Linked DNA regions of Mus musculus: all the other regions are linked to region 1. The links are chromatin contacts, called in public Hi-C and HiChIP or PLAC-seq maps. All regions are on one chromosome and are shown on one strand. Each heading gives the region's core, a stretch centred on a gene start, on an enhancer-like site or on the middle of the called end of the contact. The rest is flanking DNA. Distances are from core to core; before and after follow the strand shown.

Evidence for each region. Hi-C and Micro-C count contacts between places; a contact is called where the count stands out from the background. HiChIP or PLAC-seq counts read pairs in DNA pulled down with a chosen protein or histone mark.
Region 2: a contact with region 1 is called in a Hi-C map of the Ba/F3 cell line, with 3 times the contacts expected there. The contact joins two enhancer-like sites. A contact is called at or near these places in 5 of 484 Hi-C or Micro-C datasets (the Ba/F3 cell line, the C2C12 cell line, nephron progenitors and 1 more) and 2 of 115 datasets of contacts at active chromatin or transcription factors (CD8 T cells and microglia).
Region 3: an H3K27ac HiChIP or PLAC-seq map of heart atrium shows a contact between it and region 1, with 6 read pairs. The contact joins two enhancer-like sites. A contact is called at or near these places in 2 of 484 Hi-C or Micro-C datasets (Sertoli cells and embryonic stem cells) and 2 of 115 datasets of contacts at active chromatin or transcription factors (heart atrium and microglia).

The regions. Positions count from the first base shown.
Region 1 is chr7:67,618,670-67,621,667 of GRCm38.p6, reverse strand. Lrrc28 (leucine rich repeat containing 28) reads left to right here. Exons shown (of 10, transcript NM_175124.5): 4 at 2,557-2,594. Among named protein-coding and RNA genes, the nearest start is that of Lrrc28, 25 kb to the left of the region's middle. Within about 2 kb of position 1,582, at least 37 of the 459 cell types and tissues checked have an H3K27ac peak or open chromatin away from gene starts, as enhancers often do. A contact at or near this core is called in the Ba/F3 cell line and heart atrium, where this site is marked.
Region 2 is chr7:67,424,350-67,427,347 of GRCm38.p6, reverse strand. No RefSeq gene overlaps it. Among named protein-coding and RNA genes, the nearest start is that of Gm51462, 6.7 kb to the right of the region's middle. Within about 2 kb of position 1,582, at least 61 of the 459 cell types and tissues checked have an H3K27ac peak or open chromatin away from gene starts, as enhancers often do. A contact at or near this core is called in the Ba/F3 cell line, where this site is marked.
Region 3 is chr7:67,485,835-67,488,832 of GRCm38.p6, reverse strand. No RefSeq gene overlaps it. Among named protein-coding and RNA genes, the nearest start is that of Gm34079, 33 kb to the left of the region's middle. Within about 2 kb of position 1,567, at least 38 of the 459 cell types and tissues checked have an H3K27ac peak or open chromatin away from gene starts, as enhancers often do. A contact at or near this core is called in heart atrium, where this site is marked.

The sequences.
Region 1 (2,998 bases), core at 333-2,832:
CAAGTCATTTGCCAAAGTGACTGTACCCTTAAGTGGTATGTGTACTAGTATGAATTTGATTTCTGGCCGTATTTCAGCAAAATATGAAAACTAGCTCCATACATCCGTCCTCTAGTCCCCCAGACACGGGCCATCATGCTCTTTTGTGACTGTATGTGACTATGAAGGTTCAATAAAGGCAGTGGGGTGCTCTGGGGGACCTGTCACCCAGTTACTAAGAAAGGGCTTGCTGCCTGTTCCACGTGGACTCTCAGTTTGTTGTCTCCTAAAATGATTTGTGGAATTGGGATTGCATTGTACTTAGTGCACAAATGAGTGATCTTTTGGAGACCCTGATAGTTCCAATGTGTAGTTAGGATCAGGAACACTCTAGTGGTATATAGCATCTTTATTTTAATATAGACACATTAGTGTATTAAAATGTGTTGTTAAGTTTCAGTCATAATAATGGGTACTCTTTTTTTTTTGTGATTTTTATGTGATGGCATCTGTTCATATTTACATACTGTAGTGAGTGTACCTGCACATTGATTTACAGTTTTTTGGCACAAATGACCTTGAACAAGAATGTTTCCAAAGGAGCTGGGCATGGTGGCATACGCCTTTAATCCCAGCACTCGGGAGGCAGAGGCAGGCGGATTTCTGAGCTCGAGGCCAGCCTGGTCTACAAAGTGAGTTCCAGGACAGCCAGGGCTATACAGAGAAACCCTGTCTCGAAAAACCAAAAAAAAAGAATGTTTCCAAAGTATTGAGTTCAAAATGTGTAATCAATTCATATACACAGAGTGAAGAATGAGTTTTAGAGTGCACACTTGGTTAAATTGTGTCACATAGTTATCAAGTGAAGGCTTACTTCCTGGCAAACACAGAAGCCAGTCCTATGACTGCAGCTTTTGCCAAAAGAAAAGGCTTTGTTGCTTGATTGACTGTCAAGAAGAGCAGACACTCTAGGCTCAGGTCTCTCCTCTGTCAGCCAGTGGTGATGGAACATGGAAGGAAGGAGAGGGAATGCTTGGTGGCCAAGTGGCATGGCAGGGGTGCTTGTTTCTCCTCAGCTTTCCTTGTCTTCTCCTGAGGATGTGATCTTGTCAGACAGCCTGGTCGCTTCTCTTCATAGTATCTTTTGAAAAGCTGGTTTCAAACCTTAGAGTCATTAGTGAAAAGCCCTTAGGTATTTCCTGGAAGAAAAAAATCTCACATCTGAGTGTGTCTGGTCTTAGCTGATTTCAGAACCCACAGGTTAACATTCTGTACAGCACTGGTTTAATTCGGCATAAAAAAAGCCTTCACAATTTTTCTGCTTTTATAATTCTGTTCTTACTGACATTTTAGCACTCACTAAAGATAGTCAAAACATGAAAGAAAATTTCTAAGTTATATTTTAAAATACTTTGGGGATTTATTTTTTTACCTACAATAAATTGGCTGGTTTGAAATCAAGTGTTCTAAAATCGAGTTGTCCTACCTCACAAGAAAATCAGTTTTATTACTGATTTTATTTTTACTGTACGATCTCTGGCAGTCATGGCATGTAGCTCTGAATATATATAGTTTCAGATGGTACCTGGAGTCCCCACCAGAGTGTGCCAAAGATGCTTCAGTGGGAAAGTGTTGATGACTTAGACAAGCCTGGACTTGTAGGTCTTTTTAAAGAAGACTTCTGCTGCTGAGAAGTCAGATTTCTGTGTCTTGGCATCTGAGTATTTCTGCGGAGACGTTAGTGAACATCTAATCTCTATTCTTGGGTTACAGTAAGCATGCCAACTAGAGACATCTTTAAGAGTTTTCTGTTTGTTTTGTTTTAAAGATTATTTTGTTTGGGTATTTTCCCTGCAAGTATGTACGTGCCATATGCACACCTAGGGCCTGTGTAGTGAAGAAAAGGGTGCTTGTTTTCTGGAATTGGAATTATAGACGGTTAGGAGGCACCAAGTGGGTGCTGGGACCCTGTAAGAACAAGTGCTCTCTCTTAATGGCTAGCTGAGCCAGTTAGAATTGTCTTCAGTCCACTTTTACTGTTTAGAAACTAAAACTGATCTTTCCTTTTACACAATAGGTATTGATTTTTCTTTACACAGTAAATATATTTCTGAAAACCTAAATAATTTAATGAACTAGATGTACTAGTAATTTTAAAAAAGATTTATTTATTTACTATATATAGTGTGTTCTGCCTACATGTATGCTTGCACACCAAAAGAGGGCCTTACATCTAACTGAAGGTGGTTATAAAATATCACATGGTGTTGCTGAGAATTGAACGGGAATCTGGAGTAACCTCTGAGCCGTCTCTCCAGCCTATGGAACTAGAAATTTTTTAATGAGGTTAAATACCTTATGATTTTTTTATATTAATGATTTTAAAATGACTAAATCAGAAGATATATTTAATATTTGTTATTTAGCATATTACTCTCAAAGCATTAGCTGTTGTTATGTCTGTGTGTTTTGGAAGTTTTGCTTATATTTGATAAGTTTTCAAACAGAGCTTGTATTAGCTGGTTATCTGACAAAATACTGAATAATGACAGCAACTTTCCCCTCCTTTTGTCACAGGTACCTTCACTCAAATAACATAGTTGTGGTTCCAGAAGGTAAGCATACTTATAATTCTTAGTTTGAAAACAGTGTCATTTATATTTTGCTTTATAAAAATTTGATGAGCCCCGGACCCTGTCTTTCTATCTCTAGCTCCTTAAACCTATTTTGGTTGGTAAGTTAGGGAATTTTAATTTAAAGGACTTTCAATTTATTTGCTTTAAAATGTAAGTCCAGCTAAGACAGATTAAATGGAGACATCTAATAAGACAATAAATGGCCAGGAAAATTACTAGACAAACTGCTGTTGGGAAATAGTAAACTAAGTACTTGGTGCAATTAACTAAGAATTTAGTTACATATAAAATAATAGATTCTTTAAAATTCTTATGGGGGGGTGTTGTGGGGAGGGAGTGTGTGGGAAGAGGGTAGCAGAGGACCACTTTGTAACTTGTTCCTC
Region 2 (2,998 bases), core at 333-2,832, 190 kb after region 1:
GGATGCTGAGAACTGAACTCTGGTCCCCTGGAAGAACACATGATCTCGAACACTGAGCCATCTCTTCAGTCCTCGTTCCTTTGAAATCTTAATGGAAACTTAACTTTTGCTAATGTTAACTTTTGCAAGCTAATGTGTCCTCCGAATGAGATGATATAGTGGGGAGAAAAAAACAGTGACCTGGAAGTCACTACTAAATCTTTTTCTATCTACTGAATAAGAGTAGAATCACATACAGATTTCCCCCATCATTTTCTTCTCCTTCTTTCCAGGTGTCACCTTTGGCTAGGATGCATTCTGGGATGAAATGAACAGTATAACTGTGACAAAGATCCTCAATGCTCATAGGCTCTAGAACATGGACACCCACTGTCCTACACCTTTGTCTGTGATCCCTAGGTAGTCAGGTTGAAGCAGCTGCCTCTATGACTTCTCACTCTATTATCAAGGCTCCCCAACACATCTATGCTCCCTGGGTGCTATAGAAACATTGGCTGTGCCACCCTGGGTTGGTGGGGGCTCGAAGAGACCAACCAGGGTCATCTGCTAGGTTCTCAGCTATCTCCACTGTGGCACTAGGGTGTGCATGGGTGTCTCCAAGGGACATTTGTGCCCTGTACCTTTCTGTTCACTTATTTGTTTAAGAAGTCAAAACCTTGGGTTACTAATAGCTATTATCAGTGCTACATAGTTTATATAGCCCCTTTGGAAATTCAGATGGATTTCTCTCCCTTTTCTTGTGTAGAAGATGCTTGGAGTTCCACAAAGAAAATAGGATGAAGAGAAGGAGCTGTGATGAGCTTTGAGGCAGGAGACAGAAAAGCAACCAACAGACACCAATTTGGACTAAATTGGGGAAGAGGGGATCTTTCAAAAGGATACCAGGTAGCTAAGAGAACCACACAGAGGTCTACAGCACAGGCACAAAGCTGATCTTTGGGAAGCATGGAATCAAACCACAGCACAGAGATGGCCTAACCTCAGCACTTACACTCAATGCTCTTACTTCTTCTGTCTCAAGAGCTGTGCTCAGCAGCTGCCACTAACCCTGTGATGACTACCATCCCTTTCTTCCTGAGTCAGTTGTGACATCTGAGCCCAGTGGCAAGGCACCCAGGGAGGAGGAGATGTTGCTGGACACACCACCTTTGGATGGCTGCTTTTACTCTACACAATGATTGCCACACATCACCAGTGCCAGCCCCAGCCCCAGCCCCAGCCCCAGCCCCAGCCCCAGCCCTTCTGTGGTTGTGGCAGCAGTGAAGGTTCTCTAAGCCAAGAGCAAGGTTCAGATGCTGAGAAATGAAAACGAATCTCTTTTCCATAAGACATCCAGGGTTAGGTTGCTAAGAAGGTTCTCTGGTTGTCTCCAAGATGCTCCACCCAAAGATCCAAACCACATGGCAAGTGGGACACTATGGAGCCACAGAGATTTGGTAACAAGGAGGAAGCATGTAGGAGTGACCTGGGTCAAGGGAAGTGCAAGGAAAGAGCCTTTTGAGAGGTCTGGAGTGAGTCAGAGAAAGGAGCCCTGCCCCTAGTGCTGCTGAGAGAGATGAAGAAACAGAAGGAAGTGCCACTGTGACCAGTGGGTGCCACTACCTGACAACAGGCTGCTTAGTGATGGACTGCTCCACCCATTCCCCCCTCCCATTTTCTCAGAGGTAAAGTGACACAAACTGGCTTCTGTCATACTAGGCTTACACGAGCAAAGAAAGAACTCAATGTTTGGGTGTGACTGCCAGGGACAACCTGCCATCCCTTGCACGAGGAAAGAAAGGTAGGGAGAGCAAAGGCTGGTGAAGGGGAAAAGCCCCCATGGGTGGTGAAGGCAGCACCCTGTTACTCCACATAGAGACCTTTCAAAAGCCATTACCCCCAAGGAAGCAATTCTTACTGTGTGGGGTGGGGGTCAGGGAGAGCCAGCCACCAGATATCAAAGCAGACACAAGACAGGAAGAAAAGGAAGTATTTCCACATACCATGCTTCCGTTTCCTGCCTTGGAGTTGCTCCGGTCAGCCTGGCTGGGTGGCCCTTCCTGTCCTTTTCTAAATCTCAAGCCTGTCTGTGTCTCCTGTTACCCTGTTTGCCGATACCACAGACTTCCTTTGAGTAGAAACAAAAGTCACATCAGTTTGGGTGGTTGACAGGGGCCATTCGAAGATATATCTGTTGCACTTAACACACAAACGGGGCCAAACTGAGGGCTAGGTAAAGGCTCAAAACATTCAACTGGAAATGACACCCTGCCCTGGAACACGAATGTCAACAGGCAAGTCACCTCACAACATTCATTTCCCAGGATTCCAAACGCTCCACACTCAGTGACCAGTTATTGCCTCAGACACAGCCCATGCCACTTGGAAAGGCCAAGATATTCAGGAGGCCACAGTGTCACAAGCCAACAGGAAACACAGAGGCTGTATCATTGTCATAATCTCTTTGTTCTGAAAAATTAAACTCAGGAAGAGAAAACTCCGATTCAAACAGATCACTTCTGAACCCTGAAGAGGACCTGCTCTGTGAATTCTTTCAAAGGTCATTTTAATAATCCAAACCAGCCACATAACCAAGAAAGTATTCTAGCCTAGAGCAGTTGAAAACACCCCCCACCCCAGGTAGACGCTGGTTTGGGGAATGGGTAAGGCATATACTTTTAGAGCCTCAATTCCAGATAATGGGATGTTTCTGTTTGTCCCTTCATGGCACACTAGCTGTGGGTCTTTTACTGGACACAATCACCCTACATCAAGTTGAATAAATCATAAACACAACACAAAAGAAACTCATAGATGAACAGGGAGGATGCTTCACTACACAACTACATCAAAGGCAGGAATGTAGCTACCAGATCAAGGACAAACAGCTAGGAGAGAACAGAAGAGAGAGGCGGCCTGTCTTCCAAGGATAAAGTCATCCCAGTAGGTTTGGTCCATGTCCTCAGATTCCCTTTCTTGAGGTTTCCACATTAATAGTTGCCTTGGCCACCCTCGTTCT
Region 3 (2,998 bases), core at 318-2,817, 130 kb after region 1:
ATCTGTGAAATGGGGCTAATGTTAGCAGAGCTTACCTAGAGGGACAATGTGTGGAGGAAGTGATAACATGGCGCTTACTGGCACACAGTAGGGGGTTTGTAAATGTTGGTTTCCTAAGTGGTGGTCCCATGTAAGGGCCAAGAGCCTTCGGTGGGCTCCCCTCTTCCTGAAAGTATCATAGCCTCCCCAAAGTGCCACACTGGGGACCAAACCTTTAACACGTGGGCCTTTGAGATTCAAACCAGAGCATGGGGTGACCACTGTAGGAAATGTGGGTCCTTGATGTGACAGAAGAGTGGACAAAGCTGGATAAGAGAAACCCAATCACGGCGTCTAATGGAAAATAGCTGTCTCCGTTTGCACTGACACACAAATCAGGCCTGCGAGGATATAGGCCAAGGCACTGACCTGAAGTGTCCCAGCCACAACAGTGGGGGACCACACTTGTCTGCTCAGGGCCAGCAGCCAGGACCTACGATCCTCAGAGTCACTGCTACCTACCTGTTCCTGTGAGCTGAGCCACTTGGCCCTCTGGCTCCAGAGGCCACCTGCTCCCAGCTTCAGGAGGTCCGGCCGCCTGACCTTTCCCTCTCGATGTCTGCTGTGTTGTGATCAGGCTTGGCAAGATTCACTGGGAGAGCGGGAGGGGCTGTCCTCAGATCTGACATTGTTTCAGGATCACTTTGCTCGAGCCTCAAGCATCTGATAGAAAGCAGAGACCCTCCCGAGTATCGGATACTCTCCACGGGGCCTTGGGTGGATGGCAGGGGTGGTGTGAAGGGCAGAAGCTCTCCTGGCCCATCTGTGCCCAGAATGCTTCAGCCCTGCCCTCCTGCCAGCAGTGAGCTTGGGTTTTGTAGCTCGGGCCAAATGCCAACTTGGCATGAGGATCTGGGCTCCAGCCTGAGTCTGCCTTAGCCAATTTAGAAGAGATGGTGGTCACTCTTCTTGGGCAGGGACCATGCAACTGATCCCACCCTGGGGCTGGGAAGGAAGTTGCCAGGTCTGGGGTGAATGCTGTAAGCCTTAAGGCTGCCCTCTCAGATCATCCTGACTGGGTTGTGGAAGCGGGGTGCGGGGGTGGGGGTGGGGGGCAGATGCTCAGAACCACTTTCCAGGTCTTCATCTTCACATACCAGGATAGGCTGGGGCATGCGGGCGTCTGCCTGCTCCTCAACCGTGCCCTGTCTCCTGTACATGTGCAGGCCCCACCACAGAACCCCACCAGGCTCAGGGAGCTGGCCGACAGCTCTGGCTCCGTACGTGCATTGGCTTGGGTTACAGCCCAATTTCTGATCCAGGCTGTCTGCTGGGCATTTCAGGTCAAGCACGCCGTCCAGCTACATCTGTGGCTGGCAGAAGGCTATGGCGCTGTTTGTAGGTTCTGCTGGTCCCTTCCTAGTCTCCACTCCCCTGTGAGTGTCCTCAGGGGACGCTGCTCCTCTGCTCTTCTCTGTGGTCTTCCACCTTTGCATTGGTGCAGCCTTTGTGTGGCTCAGCAGAATCTGCTGGCCTGCCCTTGCCAGGCCACAGCCTTGCCTCGTGGTCATCAGCATTGATTAAGCAGTAACTGTATACTCAGAGATACAGAGCACAGAAATAGAGCGGATGCCTGAGCGCAACCTTTGGTCCCAGCACCAGCACGGGAAAAGCACCTGCAGTCAGAGATGTAGTCACTGGATTCTCAATCACTTCCAGATGTGCAGGAGCCAGCCCCATTTCCACATGAGGAAATGGGCTATGGGGGCTCTTGGGATGGCAGCAGAGGTGTGATTATCACCCAGCTGTTTTGAAATCATCTTTTTCATTATCCCACAGCACAGCTGCTACCTCCTCTGCCTCTGCTTCCTCCTCCTCCTCCCCCTCCCCTTCCTCCTCTATCCCTCCTCCCCCCTCTTTCTCCTCCCTCTTCCTCCTCCATCCCTCCTCCTCCCCTTCCTCCTCTTCTTCTTCCCCCTTCTCTTCCTCCTCCATGCCTCCTCCTTTTCAACCTTTTTGCTGTGATTTGGAAACGGGTGAGGCAAGAACTCTCCCGAGCCATCAATGCAGACACCGGTGAACCAAGGTGTGAGCACAGCTGAAGCAGTCCAGGGGCTCTCTCAAGCGAGAGCCCTCAGCAGAAGGTGAAGCCAGAAGGCCCAGGAACATAGCAGAGGCACCAAGAGGCATCCCTGGGGCTGTTCCAAGGGGGACATCTCAGGTGGCCGGATGAGGTGAGAACAGTGCACAGGTTGCATAGAGTCCCATCCTGCAGCAGACTGGCTGGGCTGAGGGTAGAGAACAACATGGAGGCTTACGAGTGTAGTCTAAGTGGGGGGGAGGGTACTCTGACTGGTTTGCCCTGGAAAGAAGATCCCTGAGTACATCCAAAATGGGGTAGTCAGAGGAGATGGTGTAGGAGACTCTCCAGTTGTAGCACCTGCTGCTCCCCACGTAGAAGATGGCATGCACCTAGAAATTGTATTTTAAAACTTGGAGTCACCCCAATGATTCAGTAACGAGCGTGGCACATCGGTCTGCTGATGACAATGCATTCCTCCCAGGTCTCCACGGACTTTTTCCTTTCCAGGGTGGGCTCCATGGCACTGGTGCCCTGGATCAGCAGCCATGCAGAACTCCACAGATCCCCCTCCTGCATGCAGCCACTGGGGACTCCCACCCCTGCCCTCACGGGCTGTTTGGGGTCTCTGTTCCCAGACTTCTCTCTGGTAGAGCTCGGCTGATGATCAGTTTCGAGTTGTGAATACAGTTACCTACAGCCACCTCTCCCCTCTGCGTCCTTGGCTTCTCTGGTTTGAGTCCTTCCTCTCATCCCCTCCTCTTCATACTCAGGCTCCTGTGGAGGGTGGAGGAAGCCATGCGTGTGAGTGCCTGAGTGGGTATGGGCTATTGACATGGGCACTGTCATGGCAAGGACACTAACCTCAGGCCTATGAGAAAATGGCAAAGCCTCCCCTCCCCCACCCCTCCCCCACCCCTCCCCCACCCCTCCCCCAGA